7 separate regions of the Mus musculus genome follow, and all the other regions are linked to region 5. The links are chromatin contacts, called in public Hi-C, HiChIP or PLAC-seq and promoter capture Hi-C maps. All regions are on one chromosome and are shown on one strand. The core of a region is the stretch at or near the end of the contact, and the rest is flanking DNA. Distances in the headings are between cores, read along the strand shown.

What was found. Promoter capture Hi-C pulls out the DNA fragments that hold promoters and counts their contacts. Hi-C and Micro-C count contacts between places; a contact is called where the count stands out from the background. HiChIP or PLAC-seq counts read pairs in DNA pulled down with a chosen protein or histone mark. Capture Hi-C pulls out chosen DNA fragments and counts their contacts.
Region 1: a contact with region 5 is called in a FOXA1 HiChIP or PLAC-seq map of pancreatic cancer cells. The contact joins the promoter of Ube2b here to the promoter of Uqcrq in region 5. A contact is called at or near these places in 3 of 39 promoter capture datasets (embryonic stem cells, liver and pre-B cells), 1 of 484 Hi-C or Micro-C datasets (uterus) and 5 of 115 datasets of contacts at active chromatin or transcription factors (astrocytes, embryonic stem cells, extraembryonic endoderm stem cells and 2 more).
Region 2: a promoter capture Hi-C map of liver shows a contact between it and region 5, with 4 times the contacts expected there. The contact joins the promoter of Rapgef6 here to the promoter of Uqcrq in region 5. A contact is called at or near these places in 2 of 39 promoter capture datasets (liver and pre-B cells), 1 of 484 Hi-C or Micro-C datasets (B cells), 2 of 115 datasets of contacts at active chromatin or transcription factors (astrocytes and pancreatic cancer cells) and 3 of 9 other capture datasets (adipose tissue, liver and pancreatic islet).
Region 3: a Hi-C map of B cells shows a contact between it and region 5, with 6 read pairs. The contact joins the promoter of Cdc42se2 here to the promoter of Uqcrq in region 5. A contact is called at or near these places in 1 of 484 Hi-C or Micro-C datasets (B cells) and 2 of 9 other capture datasets (liver and pancreatic islet).
Region 4: a promoter capture Hi-C map of adipose tissue shows a contact between it and region 5, with 3 times the contacts expected there. The contact joins the promoter of Slc36a3os here to the promoter of Uqcrq in region 5. A contact is called at or near these places in 1 of 484 Hi-C or Micro-C datasets (B cells) and 2 of 9 other capture datasets (adipose tissue and liver).
Region 6: an H3K27ac HiChIP or PLAC-seq map of extraembryonic endoderm stem cells shows a contact between it and region 5, with 16 times the contacts expected there. The contact joins the promoter of 9530068E07Rik here to the promoter of Uqcrq in region 5. A contact is called at or near these places in 5 of 39 promoter capture datasets (the SN4741 cell line, cranial neural crest, embryonic stem cells and 2 more), 1 of 484 Hi-C or Micro-C datasets (embryonic stem cells), 11 of 115 datasets of contacts at active chromatin or transcription factors (astrocytes, embryonic forebrain, embryonic limb bud and 7 more) and 1 of 9 other capture datasets (liver).
Region 7: a contact with region 5 is called in a promoter capture Hi-C map of embryonic stem cells, with 6 times the contacts expected there. The contact joins the promoter of Vdac1 here to the promoter of Uqcrq in region 5. A contact is called at or near these places in 1 of 39 promoter capture datasets (embryonic stem cells), 2 of 484 Hi-C or Micro-C datasets (embryonic stem cells and muscle stem cells), 12 of 115 datasets of contacts at active chromatin or transcription factors (cardiomyocytes, differentiating embryonic stem cells, embryonic forebrain and 5 more) and 1 of 9 other capture datasets (liver).

The regions. Positions count from the first base shown.
Region 1 is chr11:51,999,059-52,001,758 of GRCm38.p6, reverse strand. It overlaps Ube2b (ubiquitin-conjugating enzyme E2B), which reads left to right and starts at 1,268. Exons shown (of 6, transcript NM_009458.5): 1 at 1,268-1,466. The coding sequence starts at 1,423. It also overlaps a transcript of Cdkl3 not described here.
Region 2 is chr11:54,521,392-54,524,208 of GRCm38.p6, reverse strand. Rapgef6 (Rap guanine nucleotide exchange factor (GEF) 6) reads right to left here and starts at 1,364. Exons shown (of 29, transcript NM_001252494.1): 1 at 1,091-1,364. The coding sequence starts at 1,159.
Region 3 is chr11:54,786,292-54,788,991 of GRCm38.p6, reverse strand. It overlaps Cdc42se2 (CDC42 small effector 2), which reads left to right and starts at 1,289. Exons shown (of 6, transcript NM_178626.3): 1 at 1,289-1,432.
Region 4 is chr11:55,135,566-55,138,265 of GRCm38.p6, reverse strand. It overlaps Slc36a3os (solute carrier family 36 (proton/amino acid symporter), member 3, opposite strand), which reads right to left and starts at 1,267. Exons shown (of 2, transcript NR_167707.1): 1 at 1,099-1,267. Slc36a3 (solute carrier family 36 (proton/amino acid symporter), member 3) reads left to right here. Exons shown (of 11, transcript NM_172258.4): 6 at 893-977.
Region 5 is chr11:53,429,579-53,432,278 of GRCm38.p6, reverse strand. It overlaps Uqcrq (ubiquinol-cytochrome c reductase, complex III subunit VII), which reads left to right and starts at 1,448. Exons shown (of 2, transcript NM_025352.3): 1 at 1,448-1,743. The coding sequence starts at 1,590. It also overlaps a transcript of Gdf9 not described here.
Region 6 is chr11:52,395,137-52,397,836 of GRCm38.p6, reverse strand. 9530068E07Rik (RIKEN cDNA 9530068E07 gene) reads right to left here and starts at 1,409. Exons shown (of 3, transcript NM_153117.2): 1 at 1,234-1,409. The coding sequence starts at 1,369.
Region 7 is chr11:52,359,588-52,362,287 of GRCm38.p6, reverse strand. Vdac1 (voltage-dependent anion channel 1) reads right to left here and starts at 1,437. Exons shown (of 9, transcript NM_011694.6): 1 at 1,136-1,437.

The DNA of each region.
Region 1 (2,700 bases), core at 19-2,518, 1.4 Mb after region 5:
ATGGAACCATGTGAAAGAGTGAGCAGTGGAGTCTCATGCGCTTCCCCCTTCTTGAGTTAAAGAATTCCGCATCTACTACACTGTTCCGGTCCCTAGAACTAACAAATCCCCAATACAGGGCTAGAAGCTGAGCACGGAAATTCCAGGAGCCAGCTGGGGGCTGTGGTGGTCAATGCTTCGGGAATCGGCTATGAATCAACCCCCCACACCGCACTTCCGGTCCATTTGGTCCCTCTTTGCTATTGTATAAAGCTTGTAATGAGTTACCTCAGAGTCGAGCTCTAACTCCCACCCATGTCTGCAGGATCTCTCCCCTGATCTGAATCATTTTTGTAGGTTTCTTTGACAACCAGCAGCATTGATATGCTCTAAAATCACACCCACTCACTTCTTGAAAAACACAATTGTGCCCCACCGCAGGCAAATTCACAGATTCCAATTCAAAGACTCCATAGATGGAGTCTTTAAGGTTTGGGCAATCTATTCCACTCTCATTTCTGTATAAATTCTAAGTATGGAAATTCCATTAGCAGGAACAGGCTATTGATGCAAATGCCCTTAATCCCATCTCATTTGCACCGACCTAGCATTCAAAGCCGTTCATTACAAGGCTTTGCCACACTTTCAGTACCTGTCCCACGTACCAGAGTTGCTAAGCCACTTGAAACACAGAATTAAGTCCAGATTTTTTTTTTGTTGTTCCGTTTTAAAAGACTCAGAATGCAAGCGGCTCCTTCCACAATGTCTCCTTTTGCAAAGCCCCAGTACTTTGGGACCAAAAGAATAATGTATGACTAGAGGTGTCAACTCCTTATACTCAAGGACCTGCTTTGTTAGACCTGAAACCAGAGCCAGGCTAGGCCATCACGTGACCTGCTCTGATGGCGTCACAGGCACACGTGGTTCTAGATACTTCGCTCCCTCCCCCTCAGGGGTGGATTGTTGACAGCGGCGCTGGCGGTCACGTGACTTGACGTCACCCCCCCCCCCACCTCCTCTCCTCCGAAATCTCAGGCTCCGGATGCACCACTCTCTCCCCGTCCGGCCGAACTTGAAACTAGCGACGGGGGGAGCGAGGCGAGGTAGCGTGTGGGCTCCGAGGGCGTTGGGCCGGGCCGTGTTCAGCGTGAGCACGGAGCGGATCCTCCGTAGTTGCCCGCAAGCAACAAGCCCGGAAGGCCGCCTTCTGCCCCTCCGGTGCGGCGCGCGCGCCCGCTCGCCCCGCCCCCTCTCCCCCCTCCCGCGGTGGTACTGGCGGAGGGCGGAGGGATCTGGAGGCGGCGGAGGGAGACGTCATTGCAGGGTTGTTTGTGCAGTCTCGGTGGCGGCGGCGACCCACAGTGATTCGGCCGCTGCGCCGGGGGGTGGGGGGGCTGAACGGGACTCTTTTCTTTCAGACTGACCGCGGGGCAGCTGCGGAGCATGTCGACCCCGGCCCGTAGGAGGCTCATGCGGGATTTCAAGCGGTAAGGGCCCTCGTCTTAGCCCAATATGACGGCCTCTTCCCGAAGCCATGGACTGTAGGGCGGGGATTCCGGATATCTTCCTCCTGGTGACCCTGAGGAGGCGGGCAGTGGGCCTGCGGGACCCACGGCAGTCCCGGCTTCCCGGTGGCTCTTACTCCCTCGCTTCATACCTCCCTCTGTCTGGAGTAAAGATGGTCGGTACTACAGCCTCCTGCCCTTCCCCCCCAAAAGTAGGAAGGTGGCCATCGCTGGGCCTAGGTGTCCCAGAGGCCCACCTAGGGCAGATGCAGACGCTTCACCTCCCGCCTCTGCACCCTGCAGTGTCCCCTCCCCAGGTGGTGCGAGTGAGCTGCTCCTGAGGCTCCGGCCTCGCCTGGCGGACCAGTCCAGCTTTGTTACAGGGCCCCGTGATCTCCTGTTGGTAGTGAGAGGTTGGGGTGAATACTGCCCCAAATCTCTCCCTTTCTGCAGTGGTGAGGGTGGGGTCTGCTGCGCGAGGTCCGGAGGTGGTTAGCCCATCCCCCGAAACCCGATCTGCCCCCGCCCACCTGGAAGGACCTTGAGAACTGGCTCGGGAAACCTGGGCCTGGAGCTAGCCACTTGGCCTGCCAGTGCCTTCTGGAACTAAGATCTGGCCGCGGAATAAAAGCCTATCTATAGCCTCCCCAGCCTGGAAAAATGCCTTCCGTCAGACTGGAGCTAATCTGATACTCCACCTGGGCCTCCTTTTGGAAAATAGGGGTTTATAGGAAATGTGGGGCTTGAAGGAAGAAGATGACCTCTCCCAGTTGTTTACCTCTCCTTGGAAACGTACAAGTGCAGAAACAGTAGACTAGATACTAGTTTTCTTTCTGGGCAGACCCGCTGTGATTGAGACAAATCTGTAATATAAAAACTTAGATTTGCCTCTCAGGAAGCAACTGCTCAACTTTCCCATTATAAAGCCCTTTATGAGAGAGAGAGAAAAAAAAGCCCTTTATGAGGCATTTGGAAGCTATTGTCTTGGGACCTGGACAACTTCATCATTTAATTCGTTGCTGATTTTAGCCACACAATTGAGGAATGAAGCAGTAAATTCGTCCCTCTCAGTCCTGTTAGTGACCTAATCTGCTTGAGGTTGACCAGTTTGCCAAGTGTCCACTTAAAAATCACAACATACTTTGTGAGATGGACAGGTTTTTGTTGTTGTTTGTTTGCTTGCTTTTTTTTTGTTTGTTTTTTGTTTTTCAAGACA
Region 2 (2,817 bases), core at 115-2,614, 1.1 Mb before region 5:
AAAATAAAGCATCACTAGCACTCTGGATAATGATTTATTAGTAACCTAAATTCTACACTCATTCAAAAATACAGCCAATGAATCCAAGCAGTTAATATTCCCTTCAACAATGTTGCTATTCCAGTAACACAAGATAAAAGTCCTCAACACAGCACACATGACCAAGCATAAGTTCCCCAACAGTTGAGAAAACGTCCTCTACTTAAAAAGACTCAATTTCAAACTAAGTAATTCGGTACCTGAAGAGAAACAAGGTTTTCCTTCATTACCTAAATAATGTTCGTAAATAAAACTTAAAATGCACATTACAATGGTAATCACCACAGAAAAGCTGATTCATAAATTATAAGTAGGAAAAAGTAGCCCCTGGAAAGGGGTGGGCAGGTGCCTTGTTACTATGCAAAGATCAAGGTTTCAGGAAGCAAGCTGGACACATCACAACTTCAATAATGGCTGTAACAAAGTCATGTCCCAGAGTGTTACCCAAAGTTTGAGACTTTCTATGCAAAGAACTCTAAGTATGAAACTCCCGTGACTAAAAATTAAAACATTTCATTTCAGTTACTGCAACTTCAAACAAGACGACTCATTGCATTTACATTGCTGTTGGGTTTTCCTTTTTTTTTTTTTTAATTTTGGTATAATACACATAGCCACTAAGATTATAGAAACGTCTTCAAACCAAGAAAACTTAACAAATAATCTTAAACTTCCCACGGAAAGTTTGAAAAAGCACCAGGGAACCACTCGACACGCATCACCCGCCACGGGACTTACTACTATCTGGCTGACGCAGAGTCTGATACGGACATTGGAAACCTGTCTTCTGGGGGCAATTGTGCAGTATCTGAGATGAACGCACAGCACACACTGGCTATGGTATGAACTGTCTCTTACACATCATTATTCCCAGCTTGTTTTTCAGCCCACCTGAGCACACACAAACTCAGAAGCCAGTCAACAGTAACGGTGCTTTCTTATCACAAGTACAAGGAAGTCCCCGGCAGGAAGCGGCAGGAAAGGTGCTCATCACCCTGCGCGGCTACGGCCAGGTCGGGGCCGAGCAGTGCTCGCCAGTGCCCGGCCTTACCTCAGGAGTCCGCTCGGGCGGCTTCTTCCTCAGTGCCTGCCGAGCGCCGGGGTCCACGGGCGAGTTCATGTCCGCAGCCACAGGCTCCCTAGCCTGCGTCTAGCTGCCCATTCTCCAGCTCCGGGTGTACGCCAGCCCCACCGGGAGGGAAATGAGAACTGTCGCAGGGTCCAAACTCAAGCAAACAAGTCTTCGCAACGCCCGCCCAGGGCCTCAGCCCACGCGCGACTGGCCAGAAAGACGCCTGCGCGGGGGCGAGACTGGCCGAGAACGCATGCGCATGCGCACGACGCGCACACTAACGCCCGCCTGGCCGTGACGTAGAGAGATGGGCGTGGAGGGGGCGGAGAATGAGCGGCTTGGCTTTTCTTCGCGAGACTCCGCCTCGGTTACAGGATTGTAGTTTCCGCATACCCAGCTTCCGGTTGAGGTTCCGGAAATGCTACGAGGGCGTCGCCAAAAATAGACTATCGGGTAGAGCTGTGGGTAAGATGCTTTGGTTTAGCGCTCGAGTCCGGAAACCGCGGGGCTCTTATGGCCCCGCGGAAATCGAGGCTGCCATTCAGCAAGCGGGGAAGCCCACGCACCGCTCCGCAAGCCACGGATCTCGGGGCAGTACTCGCGCACCTAGCCCACCGCAACCTTGTGGCGTATTCTACGCGACTTTAAAAAACAAAAACAAACCACGAAATCGATAGTGAAAGCTGCCTCAAAAAAAAAAAAAAAAAGAAGAAGAAAAAAAAAGAGAGAAAGAAAAAAGCGTTTTGAAGACTAGAGCTATAGTTCAGAGTAGCCTGCTGGTCTAGCGTGCACCAGATTGTCTTGGCTTCTGTGTGCAGAATTTTAGGATTTTCCTTTAAAGGGTTTAATGACCAAAAAGCCTCAGGTGGACTAAGGAACTCCTGATTCGAAAGTTGACAGATAACACCTGTGGGCTGTCAGAATCCTTGCCTTCTGAGAAGATCAGCATGCCAACTTGGTATTTATTTAGCACTTTGAGACTGTAGGGGAACCGACCCGCAGGTGAAATCTTATATCCCAGAGGTTTTTTCCCGTCCTATAGAACTTCAGGCCCTCTGCACCACCTGTGCAGCTTCCACTCCCGTGGAGAAACTGGTGTCACTTGTTCTGATTAAAGGACAGAACTTCTGTGGAGGTAGATCTGCCCTTTTATTTCCACTTGCCTCCATCCTAATCTAACAACCTTGACTAAAATCTGGGCAGTGAGAGTGAGTGGGTGGGGGCTGCTTTAACCTAAGCAGTGCTCAGAGCAAACCTCTCCACTCCGTTTTGTATTGAATTTTACATTCTAGTCTCTAACAAAATAAAGACAGCTTCAGTTTTGTTACTTGTCCTTTGGAACAAGAAAAGCTGCAAAAACTGATTGTTATTATTCCTGTTATGATAAAAGTAACCCTAGGTTTATTTTGGCCCCCAGATTGAGCCAGAAGTAACAGGAGCTGTCAATCAATGGACATGAGTGCTGGGAACTTAACTCAGGCCCTCTCCGAGGGCACTGCTTGCTCATAAACCACAGAGACATCTCTGCAGCCTATTGTTTAGGTTTTTTTTTTTTTAATGTTTCTATTGTGTGTGGCATGTACCTCTGTGCTCATGGAAACATCTTATAGGAGAGTGTTTTTTCTTTCACTATCTGGGTCCCGAGGAATGAAACCCAGATTATCTTGGTAGCAAGTGCCTTTTCCTGCCATGCCATGGCGACAGGG
Region 3 (2,700 bases), core at 40-2,539, 1.4 Mb before region 5:
AATGTAAAGAAGTGGGTTTAGGCTACGCATCATTGTTAAAGAAGATCTGAGTGGAGTTGAGGGGAGAAGGCAGACATTAGAGAATGTCCTAGTCCCTGAGTATAGACTGGACATTGCAAGCACCAGTGAGACTGGAGATGAATTCTGAGACCTATAGGGAAAAAAAAAAATCTCAGAGGCTTTGTCAGCCATTGTAAAGATGTTATCTTCTACAGTAACGGGAACACTGGTGGATTTTGATCGGATGAGACATGAGCTGACTCTCCTTGCGGGAGGATATTCTCCCTCTTGTTTTGACAACACAGTTTGTTGATGGTGGTCAGGGAGGTCATTTAAGAAAGCCACTGAAGTGTGACTGGGACCACGGATGACAGAAACAATGTAGATGAACAGTCTGATTTTCTTTTTGTTTGAATGTAGAACCACGCCAATTACCCTTATGGACAGAATGGATGTGAAATTGAGAATAAGAGGAACCAAGGAGTACTCCAGTTTTGTCACTGAACAAGCTAGAAATTTCCTATCAATAGTGATGGTCATGCAGCTCCCTGTCTGAGTATGTGTGGCTAGATTTCAGTGGGAAGGCGTCCATTTGTTTCTTGCTTCTGGGTGCCTAAAGTGTAAAGTTAATGTAGTCATAAAATGTGGTGGCTGAGGCAGGAGGACTGCTGTGAGTTCCAGGTCAGCCAGGGTTCTACTCCAAAAGTCCTTAAGCTTGTGACATACACTAGTAATCCCAGCGCTTGGGAGACGGAGGCAGGAGGATCACAAGATCCAGGCCATCCTTACCTATATAGTGAGTTTGAGGCCACTCTGGGGCTACAAAAAGGCCCTCCCTCAAACAACGTCAAAGCAAAACCAAAAAAAAAAAAAAAAAAAAAAAACCAAAAAAAAAAACGATCCCACAAGAAGTCACAGAGACGAACTTTTCAAATGCCAGGTAGATATTCTTGACTCTCCAATGAGTCAGTGATTCTGATTCCTTGAAAGTAACGTGATCTGAGCGTGAGAGACATCTGGTGCTGGCCAGCTCTGCCTAGCAGCGCCTTGCTCGCCCGGGCACGTCTACGGCTGGATCCGGACAGGAAGGTGCTGTGGCGCGAGGCAGCGGCATCCATCTTCCCCGTAGCCCACCCAGCGGTCACTCTTTGCGCGCCTAGCATCCCCTAGGTCTCGCCACTCCCTCACTGGGCGGGGCCTCACAGCTACCAGCCCGCCTACTGGGGGGGGACAGGGCGTGTCCTTGTAGTGGGGGCGTAGCCGCGCAGCCGCACACACCGCTTGTGGCTCCGCCTCTGCGCGCCAGAGCCTAGGCGGGAGGGCGGAGCCCGAAGCGGGGAGCGCAGCTGCTTGGTGTGTGGAGATCCTGGAAGCTTCGGAGCCGGCGCTCGGAGCCGCGCGGCTGGAGCAGGCGGCGGAGACAAAGGCGACGGTGAGTGAGGGAGAGGGCCCCACGTTGGCCCCGCCGCCCGAGGCGCCAAGTGTAGGGTCGCCACTCGGAAGGTTGAGGGCGAGCGCGGCCCGGGCCTCTCCGCGCTGCGGACTGGGGCAGCAGACTGGGGCTGCGGACTGACTGAGGCTGCGGCGGCTCCATTTTCCAGTCTGGGCGAGGTCCTCACGCGAGGACCGGCGTATGGTTCTCTTCATTCTCCGTGAGGCCAGCTTTCACCGTAGCCTGCACCTTCCCGATGGGGGAGGCGCTACGGACCCCTCCCCCAGTCCGCAGCCCCGCCAGTCTGGACCGGCGCGGAGCGGCTGGGCTCCCGAACCCCGACTCCCGCCCGGCCTGCCTGGGACCCCGAGAGAGGAAGCCGGGCCACTGCCTCGCAGTCGCTGCGGCGACTCTTACAGGTTGTTGCACCGGGAGCTCGCGGCCACGGTGGTGAGCATTACTAACGGGTGTGGTAGGTAGCGGCTCGCTGACGTCCGCATTTCGAGCTGAGGAGCAGCCCGGTGCCGGCTGATTTCAGGCAACCCTGGGAATTCCGTTTTAGCGGCAGTGATTGCTACTGCCGAGCTTTCCTGGAGGAGTTTGGTAGTGATGTGCAGAGCGCAGCACTGAGACGTTCTGGGCCTGGGAGTACAGCTCAGTGGTAGGGAACTTGCCTTGCATGTAGGAGGCGGCCCAGAGTAGTTCAGTTCCCCAGTACTCCCACCCGCCACAAAAAGAGGGGGGGGGGGGAAGAAAGAAAGAAAGAAAATTAAATGCTCTTAAAGGACCCTTGCTTAGTAAAATATTGATATAATGAATGAATCTTAAAACACCACACAGAACTGTTCCTACTAGTAAGATGAGGCACATAGCTTCTTGACTCAGATAAAGGACTATTGGAAAGAATGCCTAGCAAGTTTCTGTCCCCCATCCCCATGTAAACTATTAATAATTAGTTGGTCATTATTGCCAGCCAGCATAGCAGATAGTACCTTTGAGATGTGAAATTTTTGAGAGAAGTTGGCTTACAGATTTCTGTTTCTCAGCAGGCCTGATTTCTCCTTTTCTTTGAAAATAATTGAGAAAGATGTTTGGGGTGCATTTTGAGGTCTAGCTTTCTATGTAGTAGGAGTAAAGATGTGTGTGGGCTTTGGAGGGACTGTGGCATGGTCAGTCTTGGATCTCTATGAGCCAGGGAGAGAGAGCTCTGAACTTTAGGGGAGGGGATCTAATGTCGCCTTGGTGGTTAAACATCACAGTTTACCCAG
Region 4 (2,700 bases), core at 18-2,517, 1.7 Mb before region 5:
CTCAAAGAAAGAGATATTTGTAAAATAATTAAAATATATAAATTACATATTTGTTGTTAGTTGATTTCTGACTATTAAGAACTAAGAGAAATATGCCTATGGTATTTCAAGTAGATATTTCATGACTTCGGAAATTATCATTGAAATGAACTGAATTGAACTGAGTACTTTTGGGGAGTGTGGGGTGTGTGTGTGTGTGTGTGTGTGTGTGTGTGTGTGTTGTGACTATAATACCCAGAATGCAATTCAAGGCCAAAGGTAACTACAAATGAATTTCATTAGAGTAAATGGATGTGGGTGGTTGTGGTAACACCAGCACTATCAGAGTAGAGGCAAGAAAATCAGGTTTTCAAGGTCACACTGGCTTTGTGGTAACACCAGCACTATCAGAGTAGAGGCAAGAAAATCAGGTTTTCAAGGTCACACTGGCTATCTGGCTAATCAGAGGCCAGCCTGGGCACCACAAGGCCCTATCTCAAAAAACTAACTCTCCAAAGCCAGAGTTTATGGCTGTTAATTTCTCTTGTACAACCAACTTTTTCTGTGGGTCAGACATTTCTCAAAATAAAACCATCAGAAATAATTGTTTTGAAAAGGAAATCAAAAAAAAAAGGGGTGGGGGGCTGGAGAGATGCCTCAGCGGTTAAGAGCACTGACTGTTCTTCCAAAGGTCCTGAGTTCAATTCCCAGCAACCACATGGTGGCTCACAACCATCTATAATGAGATCTGACACCCTCTTCCGGGGTGTCTGAAGACAGCTACAGTGTACTCACATATAACAAATAAATAAATCTTTTTTTAAAAAATAGAAAAAAGAAAGAAGAAAAGAAAAGAAAATGAGATCCATCCTAAACAGTAACTTATTTCCCTTGTCCTTGTCTTCCTTCCCAGGTACGTTGTGAGCTTCCTGCTGATCGTCACTCAGCTGGGCTTCTGCAGCGTGTACTTCATGTTTCTGGCGGACAACTTACAACAGGTAAAGAGGGGTCTTCTGGGCAGAGTGGGTGGGAGGAGAGCAGACCTCCCGATGCTGGGGCTGTTAGTGTCTGCCCATATTAGACCACAGTTGAGACCAGAGCAAAGCCAAAGCCCCTAACCTTTAGGCTGGAAAGCATCTCAAGTTGTCACATCCAAGATATCTAACGAGCGGTCACGTTCCCCTCATCTCGTTCCTAATGCAGGCAAGTCAGACAGAGCCTTCTTTTACAACAGCTTTGTGAGACAGAGGAGCACACCCAGCCAGACAGGAAGAACAGTGTGCCTTGTAACAGAGGGACTGTTTGAGCAGAGGATGCTCAATGCTCAGCCCCGCCCCGCTTCACCCACAAAGTCTAAAAAGGATGTGCTAATGTAACAGAAACTCCTTTCTAGTCATGTGAGCGGGGAAACCACCACTTCACAGGGAAGAAGAGATTGTCTAGCAGACAGAAAGAGCCTTGTGCCTTTGGGCTTCAGGATGCTCAATGTTTCCCATCGTCAGAATCACACGCACTACAGTAAGGCGGTTAGGTTTGCCCAGTAAAATGCAGGACACCCAAAACCAGACACAGAGGTTCACATCCATAACACCAACATTTGGAAAACAGAAGCAGAATGATCAAAAGTTCAAGGTCATTCTCAGCTATGCGGCAAGGCTGAGGCCAACTCTGAAGGATATGCGAGACCCTGTCTAAAGTGCTTGTCTGCTTGTCTTGCCAGCCCAAGGGCCTGGGTACCATCTCCCAGGATCCCCATATTTAAAAAAAAAAAAAAAAAAAAAAAAAAAAAAAAGCCAGGTTTGGGCTAGAGAGATGGCTCAGCAGTTAAGAGAACCAAGTGCTCTTCCAAGGGTCCTGAGTTCAATTTCCACCAACTATATGGTAGTTCACAACTATTTATCTGAAGTGGGATTCGATGCCCTCTTCTGGTGTGTCTGACTACAGTGTACTCTCATACATAAAATAAATACATAAATCTAAAAGAAAAAAAAAAAAACCTAGGCTTTCTGGCCTGCAGCTGTAATTCAGTGCTGAGGAGGCAGAAGCAGACGGATACCTGCAGCTCACTGGAGGGCCAGCCTAGCCTAACTTGCCCAGTACCAGGCTAATGAGAGACCCTCTCTCAAAAGCAAGGAGGGCCACATCTGAGGAACATTACTGATTTTGTCCTCTGGAGCCCCCAGCACCACACACATGAGTGCAGAGACACAGAGAAGACACGTATTGATGCAGCTGTAGCGATGGCTCAGCAGTTAAAAGCACTTGTTGCTCTTTCGGAGGATATAGACCTGGGTTCGGTTCTCAGCACCCACATGGTGGCTCAAAGCCATCTGAAACTCCAGCTCCAGGGGACCTGACTTCCTTTTTTGGCCTCTTCCAGGACTGGGCATGTACATGATGTATAGGCAAACATTTCATACAAATAAAATTAAGTAAATCTAAAAATGTCTTAAGGATTCACTTATTTTATGTGCATGAATGTTTTGCCTGCATAAATATATGTGCACTACAGACTCATGAGAGTCAGAGGAAGGTATTGGCACTCCTGGAACTGTGAGCCACAGTGTGGGTACTGGGAATGAAACTCATGTCCTCTGTAAGAGCAACCAGTGTTTTTTAGCCACTGAGCCATCCCTCTAGCACCGGAAAAAAAAAAGATATCTGGCTATACTGAAATGTCACACAAGTCGTGAATAATGTCTTTTCTACTGTGGCAGTAAG
Region 5 (2,700 bases), core at 199-2,698:
ACACCCCTAGCACTTACATACCAAATACATATTTTAAAATGTAGTGACAGTACAATATCCTGATGCCCTTGTTTTGGTCTACAATTCACTTGACTATACTTTGGTTGAAAAATCTTGAGACATCAGCAAATGCAATTAAATAGACATCGTATTTATTCTTTAACCAACCACCCAGATGGCAGAAATCAGGACAGTGTTTTAGTCCTTGATTAAAGTATTTGTGTCCCGGCCTTGGAGGTGAGATCAAGCTAGATAATGTTTAAGGAAAATGGGGGCAGGGTGGAGGTGGGGGGGAGAATGTGCAGGTGCACCATGAAAGGCTATCTAGCACCCCTTGGAAGGAGACTATCTCTTGGGAGAAAGTCAAAACACACTAATGACACAGGATAAAAAAAAAATCAGTTTGCCCAGCACCAGATAGATAAGGCTGAAGTACTCTTGCAAAACTGAAGCTCACCGCCAAACTGCCCCAGTTTGATTGCCAGATTATTTACAGCCAGTTAACCCATTTACAGCCACTGAGAGGAGGAGAAAGGGCGGTGAGTCCCACAGGATAATATTAGCTAGGAGAATGAATGCACTTTAGAGAAAACATAACAGTTCCTTAGAGAGTGGGGTCTGGGTTTGATGACACACTCAGCCCAAACCCACCACTTTCTCCTTGGCTCCCATCACCACTATGTGCGTCTGACAACTGCCACACTCGTTCGTGGCTGAACTGGGAGAAACGTTTATGTCACATCTTGGACAAGTCTACAGCCTGCCAGTGGCTTGCTAGGCAGTGTGTACCAAAGCTCTAGATCCGTGTCCTTAATTTTGTACTGTGGTCAGTGAAGGCCCTTTTGGTTATGAGGACCACATATACCTGGTGGAGAGTAAGGGACAGCAGAAGAACGAGGAGAACAAGTCTTTTTGTTTTTTCTTTTTAATTTTTGAGCAGCTGCCGGCTGTTATGCAAAGGCCTGGTACTGAGCGGAAAGGACCGCCTCTTGGAACACCCAGGTGCTCCTAAGCCACGCCCATCACCCTAATCCGCGCCCCATGCACCTATAGGCCCCGCCCCGTGCACCTCTCGACGGGGGACCTTACGGACGTATCCACCTAAGATCCCCAGGGTGGCTAATAAGCCCCGCCCACTTGCTTGGCACCCCTCCCACCAAGCCACCATTCCTCTTCAAGCCCCGCCCCTTGGCAACATCAACCTCTCCCGTGCGTTCACTACTTACCGTAAGCCCACAAGCACCTCTATAAGCCCCACCCACGTGTCGCTAGAAGCGCCTCTAAGCTCCGCCCAGCCCTCTTGGTACTGGTCCTTTCCGGCTACACGAAGGTCAGGCCACGCCCACTCAGGTCAACTGACAATTTTTTTTTTGAGTCTCCCCCTTGAGATCGAAAGAAAATGGTAGTTCCCGGAAATGACTTCACGTTCTCTAGGCTCGGCTTCCGCTCCTCCCGGAAGTGACGGGCGAAAGCCGGCTCAGAGCTCTGGAGGTAGAGGTGACCGATCCTGGGGGTCGGTGTTAGGCCGTGGGAGGTTTTTCGCGAGACTGAGCCACGCGTCTATCTTCTGTCCCAGGGCCGCCGTCACCATGGGCCGCGAGTTTGGGAACCTGGCGCGGATACGGCACGTGATCTCCTACAGCTTGTCGCCCTTTGAGCAGCGCGCCTTCCCAAGCTATTTCAGCAAAGGCATCCCCAACGTGCTGCGCCGCACTCGCGAGCGCATCCTGCGCGTGGCGCCGCGTGAGTGCGGGGCGGGCGGGGTACAGCCGCGCACCTCTCCTTCCGACGCCCTCGCGGGGCAGACGTGGAGGAGTTCTTATCATATCGAAATGACTGGCCTAAGGTCACTTGGGTGACTCCAACGGCTCCCTCTGAGGTCATCGCTGGCCACTATCTGTGATGAAAGGCTGATGCAATCAGTGTCTTGTGTTAGATGTGCGGCCGATTTTGCTGTCGGTTTCATGGCATTGTGAATATCCGTGAAGGTGCACTTAAATTTGATGGAGAGGTTGAGGCCCGATCTTGCTGTAGAAGCCAGGCTGGCCTTAAACTTGAGATTTTACTGCCCTCTCCTCGGGACTGTTGGCTGGAATTGTAGGCATGCGCCAGCACAACAGTACTTTTTAAAATGGTGAAGATTATGTTAGGTAAATTCCGTGATTTTTTTTTTTTTAATTTGGTGTTAACTAGGAAAGCGAAGGCCACATCTTCCTGGGCTGATATCTTTGTTTTGGTTGCTTATAAAATGGTTGTGTACTATAACCATTTTGAACCTCTTATTAAAAGTAGTTTCTGGTCATAATGGTGTCTACATTTAATCCCCAGCAATCCTGAGACAGAAGCAGGTGGATCTATGTAGTTTTGAGGGAGTTCTAGACCAGCAAGGGCCTTATACTGTGAGCTTGTCTTAATACAGCAACAGAAACTTAGGGCTGGGGATGGTTCAACATCTTTCCTGCTCTTTCAGAAGATCCAGATTCCATTCCTAGCACCCATATGGTGGCTTACAATCATCTGTGACTTAAGTCCTGAGGGATTTGCCATTCTCTTACTCCCTTAGTCACCTCGGTATGCCCTGAGCCACAGCACGCACGCATGCCTTTAATCCCAGTGCTTAGGAGGCAGAGGCAGGCAGATCCCTGAGTTCATGGACAGCCAGGCTTACACAGAGAAAGAAACCCTTTCTCCAAAACCAAA
Region 6 (2,700 bases), core at 160-2,659, 1.0 Mb after region 5:
AGGTGCAGTACCCAAAGAAGCCACAGGTGTCAGATTACTCCTAAAGATGCAGTTACAGACTGTTGCTCTAGATGATTAAAGATCAAAATTATGTCTGCATCCACCAGGGAAATCCTCATTACATTCTACCCAAGATATAAGAGCCTTGGAAAACCTAGTCTTTCCTCCCACAGACTCCAAAACCCTCCAGTTAGGGCAGTCAGCTGCCTGCTTTCAGTGCTGCTGAGGAAGGAAACTATGTATGCAACCCAGCACTGTAATAAAGGGACGGGTGATTGGCTGGAGAGTCTCCCTGGGCAAAGAAGGAAGTCAGCCCCAGTTCACATTAAGTTTTCATCTGAAAAAAAAAATCAATAAAGACTTGGGGAGAAAATGATTGCACGCTGGACAGAAAGAAAAATATGACTACTCAACAATGCTCAGTTTCTCCTGCTAAATCTCTGCCTCGGTTTACAGATTTCACTTTCAAGAACGGCTTTAATATCCTGATTTATGCTATAGCATCTGCAAGAAAAGAAAGTTTTTCTCAAATGAGGCGAGAGGGCGTTCGGTAAAACCTCAGCTCAAGGAAGGGCATCTGCCGCAGACACGCTCTCTCCCTTTGTTTCTAAACTCTACTCCTCCTCCAAGGCCCTCAGCCGGTCAGCGTCCCCGGACTCTGCCTCTACACCAAAAGCCCCAGAACTTCTCAGACCTCAGAGATGGAATCCACAAACAGCTCCTCCCCTCTTCCACTCTGGAACAGTCAATCAATTCAGTCCCAACACTGGGTCGCTGTCCCTATCTTTATCTCTGACCTCACCATTTCGAAGGGGAAAACAAAACAAAAACTTGCCTAGCCTTGCTTGTCCCTCTAACCTCAAGCATCTCTCTTAACATCACTCTCCCCAACTCCGACTATCTCTTCGGCCTGTTTCCTATCCAGTCTGCGAGATCTCTGTACTCCCCATTTTGGGGACCTCCCCCCTCCACACCGAGCGCCCTTCCTCCAGGGAGTGTATTCTCAGAGACTCCGTCCACGACACGGGGACTTCCCGTCCCCGCCCACCTACTCGGGTCTCTGAATCTCACAACCCCACTTCTCAGGCCTGGGGAGACCGCACTGGGAGCGCTTCCCAACTCGGGCCCAGCCCTGGGCGCGGGAACTCGGCCGGTGGGAACCACCGTGAGTCGGCGGCGCTCCGTCCCCGTCGGGCCCGACCCGGTCCCTCGCCGTCTCCCTGCGTTCATTACCAGAGCACAGGACGGGCACGAGCAGCAACGCCAGCACCAGAGATCGCGCCAGAGCCCCGAGGCCCCGGGCGCCCGGCCCGGGAGACAGCTTCTCTCGTGCAGCCCCGCACATTCTGCCCAGGGCGGAGGCGGCCATAACGGACTCGGCCCCCGAGCCTGCGCTGTTGCTAGGTTCTGCGAGGTGACGTCAGATACGCGTCCGAAGCGCACTCCCGAAGCAGCTACGTCCCGGCGTGATGACGTTGCATCTCTGAACCCGAAAGGTTAGCGTGGGAGTGTAGAAAAGGGTGCTTAAAAAAAAAAAAAAAAAAAAAGGCGAATGGGACGGATTTATTTTCAACTGGTGGTTTTTTGTTTTGCTCTGTGGTTTATCGTTGTCATCTTTGAGATGTATTTCAGGGGTCATCGCTTAAGAGCACTGGCTGATTCCCCCAGAGCTCCTGGGTTCGATTCCAAGCACCCCTGTATGTGAGGACTCACACCCATCTGTCCCAGGGTATACGGTGCCCTCTTTAGGCATCCTCAAACACTAGACGTATAACTGATGCAGAAACTCATAAGTAAAACAACTACACACAAGTTTAATACACTTAAGAAAGATTATATATATATATATGGAGCTGGAGAGAATGTTCAGCTGTTGAGAGCATTTGCTACTCTTGCAAAGGACTGGGTTTGGTTCCCAGCACTCAGATTAAACAGCTCACAGCCACCTCTAACTCCAGTTCCAGGGGATCTGACTATAAGACCTCTTTTGATCTCCACAGGCATTAGGCATATGGGGTACACAAACATATATGCAAGCAATCATTTCTGAATTAAAACTAGCCAGGTGTGATAGTGCATATCTTTAGTTTCAGCACTCAGGACGCAGAAGCAGGTAAATCTAAGTGAATTCGAGTCCAGCCTGGTCTACAAAGCGATTATAGAACAGCCAGGGCTACACAGAGAAACCCTGTCTCAAAAAATAATAATGATAAAATAAGCATTAAAGAAACAATAAAGAAAGAGTAAAATTGTGTGTAAGTTCAAATGCCCTCCAGTGCCAGAAGAGGGCGTCTACTCCCCTGGAGCTGGAGGTTGCTGTGATTATGAGCCACCCCATGTGGCTCCTGGGAACCACACCCTGGTCCTCTACAAGCACAATTGCTCTAAACTGTTGAATAATTTCTCCAGCACCCTTTTGGTTTTGGTTTTGAAACAAGATCTCAAGTGGCCCAGGCTGGCCTCAAAATTCCTTTTTTTTTTAATTTTATTTTTTAATTAGGTATTTTCTTCATTTACATTTCAAATGCTATCCCAAAAGTCCCCCATATCCCCCCCCACTCCCCTACCCACCCACTCCCACTTCTTGGCCCTGGCGTTCCCCTGTACTGAGGCATATAAAGTTTGCAAGACCAAGGGGCCTCTCTTCCCAATGATGGCCGAGCCGACTAGGCCATCTTATGCTACATATGCAGCTAGAGA
Region 7 (2,700 bases), core at 188-2,687, 1.1 Mb after region 5:
CTCAATACCTGGTGCTGCACAAATGCTTGCTTCTGACATTAGTAATAATGGCATTAAAATAATACGCCTGTATATTCATGGAGTCCCTTCCTGTACACCATGTGGAATAAAAAATAAAATAAAATAAAAGTCTGTGGAGGATGAGTTCAACCCTCCCCAAAAGCTCCTAGGTCTCCTAGGCAAATGTCAAGGTTTCTAAGGTGTCCTTGTGCATGCCCCAAGGCTTCGTGTTAATCGGATCATTTTATTCTTTCCCCCAAACTCAGTGAAGTGTATATAATTGCTCCTATTTCGCAGATGAGAAGATTGAAGTTTTAAATCTTCCTACCAGTGTGACCTTGGACAAACCGTGTAGAGTTGCGGGCCTCCAATCTGATGTCAGGCCCTGAAAACAGTTTCCAGAATGCACAGTTGCATTTGGCGACACAGAACACGGACTCCGTCCCCGAGGCCAAGGAGGCCAAGCGTATGGCTCCCTATGGGGTCTCGCTCTCAGTCCAGGCCCAGGTCCCTGTTCCTGCGGCCTAAGTCCACTCAGGGCAGCCCGTTCCGCCCGGGAAGACACTGGCATGCGCGGGAGGGACCCGGCGCCACCTACTCCGGGCGTGGGCCGGCTAGGGCGTGTAGGGGCTGGGGGATCCAGGGCATGGCCGTGCCTGGAGTTCGTCCTCTCGGCGGAGGAAGCTGGGTCTGCACAGGCCCTTGGAGCTGGTGGGGAAGGGCTTGGGCCGTGGGAGGGTCTCTACCAGATCCACACCGACGGGATCTAGAGCCAGAGGGCGCCGCCGGGAAGGTCACCTAGACCCGCGGCCCGCCGGGCCTCCACGCGGCCGCCCTTGCCCTTCCGCTCCTCGCATGTTCGAACCGCCCCTGGCTTCCAAATGCAGGTGCTCTGAACGCTCGAGCTAGAATCTGGGAGATCCGCTCTGCGCCCGCCCTCCAGGCCTCCTCTACAAGCCCGCTGCCCCTCCAGGCCCGCAATGATCGTCCCTGGTTCACCCTTCCCGGGGCCAAGCGCTTAGGCCCAGCGCCCTCGCCCGAACCTCCCTCGATCGCCTCCCTGGAGACTTCCCAGGAGCGCGACCCGAGGCCCTGGGGACTCAGGCATAGCCCAGGCCCTCTCCGCTGCGCCTACCTCGGAGGCGGTGACGGCGGGAGCAGCGGCAGCTACGGCGGGGGTTGCGGCGAGGAGGCTGGGAGCGCAGCGAACGGGCCGAGGGCGGAGCGGCGCAGATCGCGGCGGCGCGGACACGCCCCAGCTCTGCGCGCCGGACCCCGAAGCTCCGCCCTCGGCTCCACCCCGGACAGCGCCCAGACCAGTCTCGGGGTCTTCTTCCCACTCGCGAGCCGCGCTCTCGCCCTCTGCGGCTCTGTGATCATGTGTGGCCGCGCGTAAAGGCCTGCGTGCACTCTGGCACGGGGCGATAGGGAGGCGTGGGTCTGACGTGCGTGAGGTGTGTGCGTGCGCGGGGACACGCGGGTCACTGTTGCAGCCTCCAGGCTGCTGGAAGCATTTGGGAAGAGGGGGAGGGGAGCTTCCGGCACACAGAGCGGTGGCCTAGGGACCTCAGCGGATAGTGTCGCCGGAGTCGCCGAGGCTGCAAGTCACTCGGAGGCCCAGTGGGGACACTGGGCTCTGGAAGTGGCGCTGTATAGGTCAGAGCGGCTACTGTCCCCTCTGCTCCAACCTTGATTTCCGGAGCCTGCGACACGCCCGCGTGCGTCAGCGAGTCAGTTGCAAATTAAACTCTCCCGAGAGCCGGCTCCGCACTGTAAAGTTGCGTGCAATCTTCCCTAGTGTCAAAGCCTCTTTCCGCCATTTCCCAAGCATTTAAGAAATTAAAAAAGACAAAGTGGGTTTGTGAGACTGCGGAGTCTCGCTACGTGAGGTCACGCGGGTTCTGGATGTCTGCTTTCCTGCAGTGTAGAGAGGGCGGACACTTTTTCCCAGCCTGGTCTCAGCACGTGGCCTCCTGCCCTGTTGAGCGTGCCACACCAAGACTAACCAAATCAGGTTTGGAGAGTTTGTGAAATCACATGTGAGTGAAGACTTCACACCCTTTGCCTTCTACTAACAGACGTCCGAGGAGAATTCAGGCATTTGGGGTCCAGTAGAGGAGACGCCAGGTGGTTGCTCACAACCTGCTGTAGCTGAACAAGACAGCTGGGCATCCGCAGCCACTCTAGATTGAAAATGCTGTTCCGTGGGCTAAAGGAAGGGAACCAAGAGAGAGAGAGGCCGAGGAGAGGGAATGTAAGGGGGCCTAAGCCCATATCTAGTTAAGACTATGAGGGAAAGCCCTTCGAAATAGAATGTGGGCAAACAGATAGCTCCGTGGTACAGGGCTTGCTTTGCATTAGAAAGAACCTGTTCCCAAGTCTGCAGCTCTATCTACCCGGCAACAAACACCCAGCCCATTCCCGGAGTTAAAGCCAGGCAGGGAAAGCTGCTGAGTCACAGGGGCGTACAGGGAGGCAGAGTCGGAAGGACAAGACCTGGGGACACAAGATTTGTCTCCAAGAATCTTAACACTTGACCCAGAGCCCTGATGCCCAGGGCTGTGTGTCGTGGGTGGGCAGAAAGTCTGGCTTCTCGGAACTTCGCCCTGAGAGTCTTTCTTGGTTTTTTTTTTTGTTTTGTTTTATTTTTTGGGTTTTTTTTTTGTTTTTGTTTTTTGTTTGTTTGTTTGTTTGTTTTTT